Linked DNA regions of Sus scrofa: all the other regions are linked to region 3. A link is a contact called in public HiChIP or PLAC-seq data. All regions are on one chromosome and are shown on one strand. The core of a region is the stretch at or near the end of the contact, and the rest is flanking DNA. Distances in the headings are between cores, read along the strand shown. Region 1 has its middle 81 kb from the start of NFIL3. Region 2 has its middle 170 kb from the start of SYK. Region 3 overlaps AUH (methylglutaconyl-CoA hydratase, mitochondrial).

Evidence for each region. HiChIP or PLAC-seq counts read pairs in DNA pulled down with a chosen protein or histone mark.
Region 1: an H3K27ac HiChIP or PLAC-seq map of alveolar macrophages shows a contact between it and region 3. The contact joins two enhancer-like sites. A contact is called at or near these places in 1 of 47 Hi-C or Micro-C datasets (embryonic fibroblasts) and 1 of 2 datasets of contacts at active chromatin or transcription factors (alveolar macrophages).
Region 2: a contact with region 3 is called in an H3K27ac HiChIP or PLAC-seq map of alveolar macrophages. The contact joins two enhancer-like sites. A contact is called at or near these places in 5 of 47 Hi-C or Micro-C datasets (embryonic fibroblasts, epiblast stem cells, liver and 1 more) and 2 of 2 datasets of contacts at active chromatin or transcription factors (alveolar macrophages and skeletal muscle).

The regions. Positions count from the first base shown.
Region 1 is chr14:2,682,496-2,687,401 of Sscrofa11.1, reverse strand. No RefSeq gene overlaps it. Among named protein-coding and RNA genes, the nearest start is that of NFIL3, 81 kb to the right of the region's middle. Within about 2 kb of position 2,776, at least 14 of the 83 cell types and tissues checked have an H3K27ac peak or open chromatin away from gene starts, as enhancers often do. A contact at or near this core is called in alveolar macrophages, where this site is marked.
Region 2 is chr14:2,275,094-2,279,699 of Sscrofa11.1, reverse strand. No RefSeq gene overlaps it. Among named protein-coding and RNA genes, the nearest start is that of SYK, 170 kb to the right of the region's middle. Within about 2 kb of position 2,144, at least 12 of the 83 cell types and tissues checked have an H3K27ac peak or open chromatin away from gene starts, as enhancers often do. A contact at or near this core is called in alveolar macrophages, where this site is marked.
Region 3 is chr14:2,451,160-2,455,715 of Sscrofa11.1, reverse strand. The region is part of intron 4 of AUH (methylglutaconyl-CoA hydratase, mitochondrial); the gene reads left to right. Among named protein-coding and RNA genes, the nearest start is that of AUH, 93 kb to the left of the region's middle. Within about 2 kb of position 2,300, at least 10 of the 83 cell types and tissues checked have an H3K27ac peak or open chromatin away from gene starts, as enhancers often do. A contact at or near this core is called in alveolar macrophages, where this site is marked.

The DNA.
Region 1 (4,906 bases), core at 1,527-4,026, 230 kb before region 3:
GCTGGCTTTGGGCAGGCTATTAATATAGTCAAACTCTTAATGTTTGTGGAGTGTGTCCATTTTCTTGGCACATGTTCAGTGTTATACTCTCTCGAGTGGAATGCTAAGTGGACAGGGTGGGAAAGGGATAGCAAGGCCAAGAAAAAGCTCTTGGGGTGAAGCCTTTCCCACTCACCCAGCAGGATGTAAGGAATTGTCAGGGCCTGAATCAGGGAGCCAGCTCAGCATCTTGCCACATGAACATCTTTGGCTGAGGCCACAGAAGTCTTGACTTTGTGCTCAAAATAGAGCACTGATTCAGAAGGCTTCCTGATACAAGACCGAAATGAAGCAGCAAATTGTGCTGTCACAAAAGACGATGGAGGATTTTAAAGATCTATTTCGGGGGTCACTTCTCCCGTCTCTTTGGAGGCTGAAGTCACCATCTGCCGTGTGGGCATGTGGGCTCTGAGCCTGTGTTCTGGTGGCTCTGTGGAGACAGGAGCTTATTCATGGGGTGGTGAGGACTAATTTACTTGGTGTGCTAGTCCTTTCTTGTAGGGCTGAGAGGCTAAAGACTTTATTGTTACAGCCACGTGAAACTTTCAGTCATATGGAAGCCACGGGCTCTGGAATGATCTATTTCAGGAGACATGACACAGAAGGGAGTTATGTGGCAATAGCAATGTCATGCCCAGAAATTAGAATTTGGAGGCAGAAGCAATGAGCAAATAGTAAGTTTGCTAGAAAACTAGACTTGGCTCATTTGACTCAAATGCTTCCTCCTCTACAACCAGCACTAGGAGAAGGATGCTCTTTACCAGATACCCCTGTGGCTCTGCACCTGTCAGAGTGGGATGCAGTAGATTGTCCTCTAACCTTTCAATGTCCCCAGGGACAAGATCACCCCGGCCACTTCCCCACAGGGGTGCAGATTCTTTGAGCCAAGCACACATGTTCAGTCTAGACTCAGAGGGTATTTTTTAAACTTTTTCCCTTTGAAGTCATTTCACAAGCTGCTGCATGTTGCGGCCAAATAATAAAAAATTAAATTAAGTTAAAAATTAAAAACAAAAGGAGTTCCCTGTTGGCCTCGTGGTTAGGACTCGGTGCTTCCACCCTTGAGGCCTGGGGTCAATCCCTTGTTTGGCAACTGAGATCTGCTGCATGCTGAAACCAAATAAAATAAAATATAATAAAATAATAATAAAATAAAAATGAAATCATTTCACGGAAAATTTGTGAGAATAGTACAAACAATTCCCATTCACCATGTACCCAGATTCCCCAAATATTTACTTTGCACTGTATTGGTCTTATCATTTGCTATAGATACACACTATTTTTCTCTCAACTGTTTGAGAGAAAGTTGCAGCCAAAAATCCCTTTTATTCCTAAATGCTTCAATGAGTCCTTCCTGAAAGCAAGGACATTCTTTTCCATTATACAAGCACAATTATCAAAATCAGAAAATTAACATTGATATAATATGACTGAATCTCTCACCCTTATTCAAATTTAACCAGCTGTCCCAATAATGTTCTTTAGCACAAAAGGATAAAAGTCTCCTGGTCCAGGTCACACATGGCGTTTAGTTATCTTGTCCCTTCAGTCTCCTTTAATCTGAAATCATTCTCAGTTTTTCACAAGATTGATAGTTTTGAGGAATATAAGCCAGTTATTTGTAAAATGTCCCTCAGTCTGGGTTTAAAGAATGAATGGGAGTTCCCGTCGTGGCGTAGTGGTTAACGAATCTGACTAGGAACCATGAGGTTGCGGGTTCGGTCCCTGCCCTTGCTCAGTGGGTTAACGATCCGGCGTTGCCGTGAGCTGTGGTGTGGGTTGCAGACGCAGCTCGGATCCCGTGTTGCTGTGGCTCTGGCGTAGGCCGGTGGCTACAGCTCCGATTAGACCCCTAGCCTGGCAACCTCCATATGCCGCGGGAGCGGCCCAAGAAATAGCAACAACAACAACAACAACAACAAGACAAAAGACAAAAGACAAAAAAAAAAAAAAAGAATGAATGAATTAAAAAGTCACCTTTCGGCAATGACCACGGTAATAATGGATCCAGACAACCACCAATCAACGCAAGAACTAGTGAATGCGAGTGTGATGAGCGAACAGGATTAAATCCATCATCTTGACACACTTTCCCATGTTTGTTTTTTTTTTTCTGTCTCTTTAGGGCCGTGCCCACAGCATATGGAATTTCTCAGGCTAGGGGTCGAATAGGAGCTGTGGCTGCCAGCCTCGGCTACAGCCACAGCAACTTGGCGTCTGAGCTGTGTCTGTGACCTACACCACAGCTCACAGCAAAGCCGGATCCTTAAGCCACTGAGCAAGGCCAGGGACCAGACCCGCATGGTTCATGACCACCGAGCCACGATGGAAACTCCCCCACCAAATGCTTGTTGATTACAAAGGAGAAAACAGTAGCTTCAGAGCAGGGAGGCCTGGCCCACCCCACCTTCACTGGGCGATCAAAGTCAACTGCAGCAATAGTGGGACAGACTGACTTCAGGCGCCTCTGATCTGATGAGCTGAGACCAGCTCAGCATTTTACGTCTGTGGTATTCCCACCAAAAACTCCTAACCTCAATCTGTCACGAACACCCCACTGAGCACATCAGAATGTTAACCCAACGTGAGGAAAGAGAAGCATGGGCTCTTTACAGATGAGAGACGTTCCCAGGGGACCCCATTTACAGCCTGGCGCTTCCGAACCTTCCCTGGCTCTGCCTGACTGCCTAAGGCTCTTCCTCTAAACTCAAGAGGAACTTGCCAGCCCACTTATTTCCCAACAATCCTCAGCTTTAGCCCTTTGTTTCACATCCTCCTTTTCCCGCAGAGGCTCGAAAACCATCAAAGGCTTTGAGTTTAGCGTCAAAGCTGCCTCATGGTCAGCGTCATCCTTGACCCCTAACTCAGCTTCCTCCGTGGATCCTCAGGCCTGGGTGCTGTGGCCCTCGTGTTCAACCCTCCTGTGTCCCCTCCCCAGCTTAACGTGGGCTCTGTGTATGGGCCTTGGGTCAGGACAGCAGCCTCATCCCATGGTTGAGTGACAACACCTCACTTTCTCCGTTTTCTCATCTGCTCAATGGGTGCACTGGTAGAGCTGCCGAGAATATAGGACAGAAGAATATTTATAAAATGCTCCTTGTGGAGTTCAGCATATAGAAAACTTGCAGTCAGTATTAGCGTTAATCATTATTACCGTAGTGGGCGTTTAAGCATGCATACTCTGGATCCAAACGGCCTGGTGCATCCTAGCTTGATGTCCATGTCCCGGGCAAATGATGTAGCCTCTGTTCAGAAATGGCTACAGGGATGAAATGAACAGTGCCCATCACCTTGTATAAGTTACGCAAATTTTGGCTGTTCTTTTTCTTCTTATTTTCTCTTTTCCTTTTTGAAAATCTTGTATCTGGGAGTTCCTATTGTGGCTCAGTAGGTTAAGGACCTGACATTGTCTTTGTGAGGATGCAGGTTCCACCCCTGGCCTTGGTCAGTGGGTTAAAGGACCCAGCGTTGGAGTTCCCATTGTGGCTCAGTGGGTTACAAACCTGACTAGTAGCCATGAGGATGAGGGTTCAATCCCTGGCCTTGCTCAGTGAGTTAGGGATCCAGCGTTGCCGAAAGCTGTGGTGTAGGTCACTGGTGAGGCTCGGATCCGAGGTTGCTGTTGCTGTAGTTGAGGCACAGGCCTCAGATGCAGCTCCGATTTAACCCTTAGCCTGGAAACTTCTGTATGCTGAGGGTATGGCCCCATGAAGACAAAAAAACAAAACAAAACAAAACAAAACAACGAAAAAACAAAAGACTCAAGAGTTTCCAAAAGCTACAGCACTGATTTGTTCTCTACCCTGGGAAAGTCCATGTGTTGCAGGTGCTGCCTAAGGGAAAATAAAAGCTTATATTTGGATAAGACTTCTGAGTTTGACATGAACTCTCTTATTTTGATGCTAATCCTCACTAGAGTAAGAAAGGAAATTTATCATTATCTCCATTTTATGGACAAGAGGACTGAAGTTAGGGAAATTAAACTAGCTCAGCAAAAACACACACCTGCAAATAGCAAAGCAGGACATTGATCCCAGGTCTTGGACACAAGCATGCTATTCTTTACAGCATTCATTTTCCCAAAAACTATTGATGAAACAGTATGTGCCAAGTGCTGTGCCAAGCACTGAGGATGCAAAGCCTCTGAGTTAGAGGAAGTGCATGAGAAAAAGAGACGGGTCCTGTGTTACAGGGTCCAGTGCAGCACCCTTACTGATACTGCTATTCCTCTAACTCAGCTGAGGTTTCAGGGAAGGGGATGCTTAAGACAAGGACTAGAGGGATTTGGAAGAAGTCAGACAGAGTAGCTAAAAGATGAAGGAAGTCCAAGAAAAATAATAAGCATGATGGCAGGGAGGATAGAACAGCTTGCAGCATTTGGAGAAACAACAAGGAACACAGAGTGGCCAGAACTCAGACCCTGGAGGGGGCTGGAGAGGCAGTAACAGGAAGAGCAGTCCGGGTGGGCTTCCCTGAGATGCTGGGAGTCACACCTTTGCAGCTCGAAGTGGGCAGGGAAAAGGCTTTGCGCTGTGCATGCAAAGCACCATGGGGAGGAGTTTGGGGTTTTTGTTTTTTGTTTTTCTGGGTTTTTTTTTTTTTTTTTTTTTTTTTTTTTTTTTTTTTTGTCTTTTGAAACCTGCACCCGCAGCATATGGAGGTTCCCAGGCTAGGGGTCCAATCGGAGCTGTAGCCACCCGCCTCCACCACCACCACAGCCACTCGAGATCCGAGCCACGTCTGCTCACAGCAATACCGGATCCTGAACCCACTGAGCAAGGCCAGGGATCGAATCCACATCCTCATGGATACTAGTTGGGCTTGTTAACCGTTGAGCCACAAAGGGAACTCTGGTGTTTGGGGT
Region 2 (4,606 bases), core at 895-3,394, 180 kb after region 3:
GAAAAAATTATGTATACATATATGTGTACCTGGGTACAGTGGGAAAAAGAAAAAAAGTGTGTTGGGGGAAATAACAATAAAAAATAAAATTAAAAAAAAGGAAGTATGGAAAATGCTAATAAATAAATAAATAAATAAATAAATAAATAAATAAAACCTCCAAGTGACTAATGAATGAGAGATACTCCAGATTATCCATTTCTTATACCCAGAGCCTAGCAACAATTCCAACCGAGTTCCCTTCTCCCAACACTCAAGTCTCTCCATTCACTTCTCTCTCCAAGTTGTCCTGCAAACCATCGTCATCGTTGTCCTTGCTTTGCACTCACAGTGACCGTCTCAATTGTCACTCTTGCCAGGCAATGAGAACAGTAGTAATTTCCCAGCTGGTGACATTCAGGAGCCGTGGGTGTCGCACAACAGCATTTTTAGGCTCCAAAAAAGGTTTATCAGCGTTTATGTGGGAGTCATTCCAGCTCAAACTCTGCTGAGAAATGGACTTCCTCTGTGGTCACCTCTGGGAAAACCCGCACAGATGAAAGAGTTCCTTTGCAGGCCGAGGGACATCCCCAGAAAGGGAATAAGTTGGAATCGTTGGAATGCTGAGTGTCTTGTTGAGATCCAGGCAGTCTGATGGTCGTTTCTAAAAACACGATGCTCCCCCAGCTTGCCTCACTCCCCAGTCATTCCTAGAAGAGACCCCAATAATAGCAGAATGTTCCTATTGCCTCGGTAAGCCCACCCCTTCCCAAGGACATGATGTTGCTGGACAGTCAGACTTTGGCATCGTTTTCAAATCTCTGGGGAAGACAAAACCAAGTGGTCCATGCTGTTAATCCATACCTCAAGACTTGACTTTTTTTCTCCTCTGAGATTTAATTTTTACTTTTCAAAAATGTTTCAAGTGTGTCCGATGTTCAATGTTGTGTCAATTTCTGCTGTACAGCCAAGTCAAGACTTGACTTTAATTTAGAGGCCATGAGAATATTTTCTGACACCCACTTGCATGTTTTAGTAGTCATGTGGCCTGTTTTTCTTCCTCAGCTATAACTGACAAGCCTATAACCTGAGATTTGGATAATTGCCAGTGGAAATTAAGAAAACAAAAAAAAGAGGAGTAAGTTGGCACTATGCCCCATAAAATGATTTCACAAGTAGTGGGTCTGCTTGCTCAATGAAACAGTTCTTCTTATAACCAGTCATTACTGATTCCCACTTACTGCTCTTGCGGTTTTGGAAAAGAGTTCTTACTTATCTTTTCCATGTTCTACGCAATAACATCTTTTAGCTCGCCCTCAATGCTCCCTTTGGATGGCCAACCTTAGGTTTCGGACATTAATTTTGTGTTATTTCACTGTCATGATCACTACTAACGTTGTGATATTTGTCTTTTATTTGTTCCTCTGCATTTATATCAACAGTTTTAAACAAAAGTGTCAGCATACTGTATGGGTAGTTTAATATTCTGCCTTATTTCCTCAGCATTTCATTGTGAGACTCTTCCTATGGCTCCCAGACCCTCAACATACCAGTTTTGTGCATCATAGAATATTTTTTATAGTATTATACTGGACCACTGGTCATCATGTATTTGGCCATCTTGTATTTTTAAAAATTATTTTATTGAGGTATGGTTGATTTACAATGTGTTACTTTCTGCTGTGGAGCAAAGTGATTCAGTTATATATATGTATGTATATATATACTTTCTCATATTCTTTCCCATTATGGTCTATCACAGGATACTGAATATGCTTCCCTGTGCTATGTAGTTGGACCCTGTTTTTCATCCATCCTGTATATAACAATTTGCCTCTGCTAACCCCAAACTCCCAAGCCATCCCTCCCCAGCTTCTCCTTCCCCTTGACAACCACAAGTCTGTACTCTATGTATTTTCTGACATTTAAGTTGTGGCTAAAATTATACTATTATAATGTAAAGCTACGAGGAATCTCATTTGATACAAGTTTTTAGATGTCAGGACCATCTAGGCTTGAGTTAACAATAACCTCAAAATCTCAGTGGCTTAAGGTAGCAAAATGTTGTTTCTTGTTCACTTTTAAATGGAACCAAGGCTGGCCAGGAGCTCCATTCCACAAAGTCACTCTGTCCTAGAGGCAAAAGCAACACCAGCACTGCCACCAGCCTTCCAGGGTTCGGCAGGGCACAAAGTGAATGGGGAGCTCCCCCTGGCCTTCTGCGTTGAGCAGGGAAGTGAAACTCATCACTTCCGTTCACAGCCTTGGCTCCCAGCCAAGGAGGTGGTTTGTAACCTTTGACGAGCCCAAAGGAGAAGAGAGCAGGATGTGTGCAGGCAATTTTAATAGCTCCCCCCCACCCCCGTACAAGTGGATGACTTATTTAGGATACATGTCTTAACGAAGGGAGTTATTGGGTTTTGCCACCTTTTTTTTTTTTTTCCTAAGAATCTTATAACATTTTTATCATACCATCAGCTTTTTTTTGTCCCTGAAAAGCCCAAATGTTATCATTTTTTACTCTTTGCTGATCTAAGAGTTGAGAAATGCTGTCTCATTGTTTTTCAACTTGTGTTTCTTTCATTACTGTTGGGAGCAGAACTTTTCTCATCTGTTTATTATTCATTTTTAGTTTTGCAAGAGGCTCATAGGTGAACAACAACAAAAAATAACCTGAAAATTCTCTGAGCCTCCCTGGCCCACTTCATCTCTGGAATTTAAAATGCTTTAAAAGCCCTATCAGAATGACCCTGCCGCTCAGCTCACTGTTTTTCTCCTGATGGTAATTTGAACCTAAAAAAAAAAAAAAAAAAAATTCTTTTTGTTTCTAACAGGAACTCTTTTTTTTTTTTTTTTTAAATCTTTTTAGGGCCACACCTGCGGCATAGGGAGATTCCCAGGCTAGGGGTTGAACTGGAGCTACAGCTGCAAGCCTGCACTACAGCCATAGCAATGCCAGATCTGAGCTGCATCTGTGACCTACACCACAGCTCACAGCAACACCAGATCCTTAACCCAGTGATGGAGGCCAGGGATCGAACCTGCAACCTCATGCTTCCTAGTCGGATTCATTTCCATTGCACCATGAGGGGAACTCCTCCAACAGGAACTCTTATCCCTTACTTGTGGGAATGCAAAATGGTGCAGCCTTTTTGGAAAATAGTTGGGCAGTTTCTTACAAAATTAAATATACTCTTACCATATGATCCAGTCATAACACTCCTCAGTATTTAGCCAAAGAAGTTGAAAACTTCTTTCTACACAAAAAGCTGCACATAGATGTTTATAGCAATATAACATAACTATATTTATCACTGTCCAAACTTGGAAGCAACTGAGATGTCTTTCAGGTTAAATAAACTGTGTTACAACTAGATAATCAGCATTAAAAAGAAATGTGCCACCAAGCCTTGTTCCCATTGACCTCTCCCTCACCTTGCTCCTTTAGACCTAAAGGCACCTACATTTATTAGCCCCCCATTGTTTTCCTTTAACTCTTGTAATTGGTTCCTTTATTAAATTGCCCTGATGAAACTTAAAAAAAAACTGCTCTTTTTTTTAAATTGAAGTATAGTTGATTTACAATGTTGCGTTAATTGCTGCTGTCCAGTAAAGTGATTCATTTATACATATATATGCATGTATATATGTATATGTGAGCATACATGTATATATGTGTCTATGTGTGTATGTGTCTATACATGTATGTATGTGTATATGTATATATGTGTGTATATATGTATATATGTGTATATATGTTTATGTATATATGTGTGTATTCCACACTTGCATACAGATATACATATATTTACATAAATATATATATATACACACATTCTTTATCCTTTTTTAAATCTTTTCCATTATGCTTTAAGGTGTAGGTCTGCCCCTGGGGTCTTCCTGCATCTTTTTTTTTAATGTATTTTTTTTTTTTGTCTTTTGTCTTTTAAGGGCCACACCTGCGGTATATGGAGGTTCCCAGGCTAGGGGTCTAATCTGAGCTGTTGCTGCCAGCCTACACCATAGCCATGGCAACACAGGATCCGAGCAGAGTCTGCAAACTACACGACAGCTCACGGCAATGCTGGATCCTTAACACTGAGCGAGGCCAGAGATCCAACCCTCAACCTCATGGTTCCTAGTTGGATTCCTTTCTGCTGAGCCACAACAGGAACCCCTTTTCCTGCATCTTATAACTCATGACGAGTCTCAGTCCCCTCCCCTTAGCAAGGCTGCAAAAAACAAACCTCTAACAGAAAACCCTGTTGTTTTGGTCCCATCAGAGGGTTGGGAAATTTGGGGATGTTCAGAGTCCTTTTGCAGGCAATTGGGTAGAGCAGGATGGCTCAAAAGAGGGATCTTATTAACACCCTTGAGAGTTCAATCGGAACAATTTAATTTTAGAAGACAATCTCAAAGGGACATATCTGTGCATGTCTGCAGAGCTCAGTCTCTCCTCGCGTGTCTCTGCTTCAAAGGGCTATCAGTGCAGGACACTTTTACTTCCCAGGTGGCAGCAAGTCATGAGCTTTACCCCTGGTTCCCCTTTGGGCTGGCCTCGGAGCTGTGTCTCTACCTTCCAGAAGCACAGATGTCAAGGGGCCCTTGGGGAAGGGCCACTGAGTTT
Region 3 (4,556 bases), core at 1,051-3,550:
TTCTTGCTTATTAAATGTATGCTTCTCTTCTGAAGCATATGTATATGACCTTTATATTTAAGGTCAGGCTGGTGTCTTGTTTTATATTCTTATTTATTAAATATATGCTTCTCTTCTGTTCTCTATGTTTAGATGAATTATGCACAACAGGTGTGAATATAGACTCATCACAATTGCGTACATATGGATTTACCCCAGAAGACCTAGATGTGTATGCTAGAGAGGTACCCCAGCTTTCAAAGGAAGACTATGAAATAGTTGCAACTGGTATAATAGCATAAATAGAAATTTAGGGTTTTAAAAAAATATGTATATGGACTATCGTATTTTTCTCAGCCTAAGTATGCATGTGTGTTCTCTGCATAGTCATAGGTTTTGCAGACACTTTAAATATTGTCTCCTTCCTGACACAGGAGTGAGTTATGTTGGAATGAGCTTAACCTAGAGGATGTTCTTGTCATAGAAATGTTCCATCGGATGAGGAGGGCTGTGCGATAATGCTAAAGCCTAATTTAATCCAAAGTTTGGATGAAGTGCTTTCTGCTTTCAAGTATAGAAGAAAACAATGTTTTTTGAGTAAACTTTTAAGGGTAATGTTATCGACAGGAAGTTGACTTGTGTCTTGTTTTATGTTCTTGTTTGTTAAATATATGCTTGGTTTTTAGTTTTACATTTAGTCTACATTTACCTTCCTAGAGGGCATCCTCAGAGTCATCTGGAGTTGGTGTTTGATGATCAGTGTGTATCCAAAGCCAAGAGTTAGTGGGACAGATCTGTGAGTCCAAGAGAAGGGGTTCTGGGTGGGAATGTGATATTTGCGGAGAGGGGCCAGAACCAGCCAAACCTCACTATTATTCTCCTCCTAAGAACTAGTGTAAAAAGGTGGCTGTAGCCTTAGGGAAGGCAGCATTCACAGAGGAAGGAAAAGAGACTAGGATTTCTTCCCTGTTGCCTGGGGGTACCCATTGCACCTGAGAAGAGGCAATCAGACATCACCCATGTGACACTTGAGTGTCCTTGAACCACTGCCAGCAAGAATGGGACATGGGAGTGGAATGTGCTGATCTTTTTAGTTGAAGACACAACCCAAGGAGATGGTGTGTTCTTCTAGCAGTAGCTTCATGCCTGCTTCCGTTTGTAGAAGGCTTCCTCCACTTATAGAGGGCTTCATGGGGTGTGTTCTCCTAGCAGTAGCTTTACACCTGCTTCCACTTGTCGAGGGCTTCATGGGGTAAGTAGATGAGGGCCAGAAAAAAATGCAGGCAACTGAAAACATACATCCGAAAACCTTGGATTATTCTATTGGCTATTACAGCCATTGAACAAGAACCAGACACCACGAAAAGGGAACAGGTGAACAGTCAAAGGGAAAGACAGGCCATGCTCTACACGGTGAAGATTTGGCGTTAAAGGTGACTGAATTTACGTCATTTACTAATTGTGTGGTGGTTACTTAGGTCTCTGAGCTTTTCTTTGTAAAATGAGTAATAGTAAATCTCTGTTACAAAGCTGTGGTCAGGTTTATTCTATTTGTTACCTTTTAGAAACTGTGCTATATACTGCAGGGTCCCATACAAGTGCTAGTTGTCCATGGAATTTTACATTTGGAAGCTGGGGTATCTCTCTAGCACGCGCATTGCTAACTCTGAGTCTTCGCGATGTATTAGTGGGTTAAGCTGACACTTCCTTTGCTGCTATCTGGCCTGACAATAAAGAGACCTGCGCCATGTGCTGAAGATCTGGTTTTACTCCTTTGTGCTTCCAAACCTTCCCACCAAAGCAGACCTAAAAGGGAACACGTGTCACATGCTCGTAGTTTCTTGAAAAACCTCATTTTATTTTACAATTTTATGTAAAGTTAACAGTCTGGCCTTCACAGTATTTATATTAAACTATATATAACCTTTTAAGTCACCAATGAAGAAGATGTTAAAAGAGGGTGAGGGTCCTGCCTGTTCCATTAATTGATGGGCAAGATGGGATTGCCCCAGCCTGTGACTGCGTGTGCCCCCAGAACACCTACCCAAGTCGTGAGCTCCTCTTACCTATTAAAAGAAGAAGATTGCCTCTCTGGGGCCTGTGTCTCCTTCTGGACAGTTATTCTGTGAAATCCCGTGCAACAGATGGTGTAAGGAACTCTTGCCCTGATTACAAAATCAAACTATATGACAGATTCTTTCTTACAAAATGATTTTTTCAGTATTGTGTAATTCTTACCCAAAGGCTAGTCACAGAGGACTTCACTCAGCAGGGGTTATTAATGAGGAGTCTGCCAATGATCAAATTTTGTTTGCTTAAAATATCTTTGAGAATTAGTCATCAGTGCATGACATTCTTTATGCTGTTCTCTCTACTTTGGGGTGTGAGTATGACTTTTCACTCTAGGCTTAAAAATCTTTAAGCCTTCCAGTCAAGAAGGTGGACTAGGCACAGCACTGTCATTTGCCAACTGCCCATTTTAAAACCTCATCAGAATGAAAGCACATTTAGGATCTTTGTTGCCTTATTGATTTTCTCTCTTAGAGGATCTGTCCATTGGTGTGAGTAGGGTGTTAAAGTCTCTTACTGTCGTTGTATTCTCATCAATTTCTCCTTTTCTGTCTGTTAGTATTTGTTGTAGACCCTCATACCAAGTGAAGTAAGTCAGAAAAAAAAAAAAAAGACAAATACCATATAATATCACTTATATCTGGAATCTAATATATGGCACAAATGAACCTTTCTACAGAAAAGAAAAGCATAGACTTGGAGAACAGACTTGTGGTTGCCAGTTAGGAGAGGGAGGGAGTGGGACAGATTGGGGATTTGGGGTTAATAGATATAAACTATTGCCTTTGGAGTGGATAAGCAATGAGGTCCTGCTGCATAGCACTGGGAACTATGTCTAGTTGCTTATGATGGAGCGTGATAATGTGAGAAAAAAGAATGTATAAATGTATGTGTAAGTGGGTCACCTTGCTGTACAGTAGAAAATTGACAGAACACTGTAAACCAGCTATAATGGAAAAAATAAAAATCATTATAAAGGAAAAAAAAATAAAGCACAGACTGTAAAGGAGGGGAAAAAAGTTTAGTCACTAACCAGTAAATAGCAAAGCAAAGAGAGAGGCATCATTAACAAAGAAGAAATTTCAGTAATTTTGTTTTATTTTATTTGGCCACAATGTGGAAGGCCAGGGATCGAACCTGTGCAGCGGATGCAGCCTGTGCCGCAGCTCCAGCAACACCAGATCCTTAAGCCACAGCGCTGCAAGAGAGCTTTCTCAACAACTTTTTGGGAATGTTGGAGATGAGACAGGCGGGAAAGATCTCACCTAGGTGTACTGCAAGGGCCCTTCAGAGAAGTAGAAAGCAGTCTTTCTAAGGGAATCCTGGAGAGGGACTCAGCCCCAGCAGCTATGGCAGAGGTTACAACTTAGATACAAGTTTTCCAAAAAACAGGGTACAGTTAAAGGCTATTTATGGAATCGTAGTACAGTTCAGTCCCCCAACCCCACTCTCTCAGTGCCCTGTGCTCACACTCACATGCGTGCACACACACTTAAAGCAGAGGCAGCTAGCATGTACAAAATAGGTGAAAACTGATTCTGCTTTAGATATGAAACCAAACTCAAAAAATAAAGACTTCTGATAAGGAGTTTTGGTACCACTGTAAAGCCCTTCTTTTGGGGGGAGGTTTCCTGCTCAAAAGTTAGGTTCTTTTCTGTTCACATCAGGTAAAGCTTCCTATCCTGGTCAGACACAGGGTTGAGAACCTCCAACTAAGGAAGAAGCCTTTCTATAGACCAACTAACAGAGCAGGGGAGAGCAATTCCATTTTCCAGTATTTCCATCTTAAATGAACAGATAACCAAGGGGTCACTTGGTTATCATAAATGAGGAGAATTGACAGCTTGAAAGGAAAAAGAACAGACCTGAAGGCAACAGCTAATGCAGAAGCAATTATATTATAAGAAAGGGCCATTAGATTTATTTATTTAGTTTAAAATAAAGTTGAAGTAATTGTTCAAAATGTAGAGCAAAGACAAAAGAAGTGCAAGAAGAGGTTCATGGGAAATTAATCTCTGAAGTTTGACATTTGACTTCGTAGAAGTGAGAGAAAGGGAAAACGAAGGAGGAACATATCAAAAGAGGAAGGGAAGATAATTCCCAGGTGCAGAAAAGGCACATCTTTGTATTAAATGGACCCACTGAGAGCCCGCACAATTAATGCAGACAAGTCACCCATGGGTATGTACGTATTTGTAAGTGCTTCAAGGATAAAGAGAGGATTGTAAAAATTTTCAGAGAAGGAAAAAAAATTGTGTATGAAGAAGTATCAAACTCATTTAGCAGTGTTTTATCTGTTTCAGCACTGGATGCTTATAAGTATTGCGAACAAAATCTAAAAATAAACACATTATTTTTACCGAGAATTTTCTACCTGACAAACTACTATTGAGTTGTAATAGCAGAATAAAGACACTTTCGGATATACAAGGACTAGAAAAATTAGCTTCTCAAGGACCCTTGTTAAGAAATAACTTGGGACTTCCCACTGTGGTACAGTGGGTTAA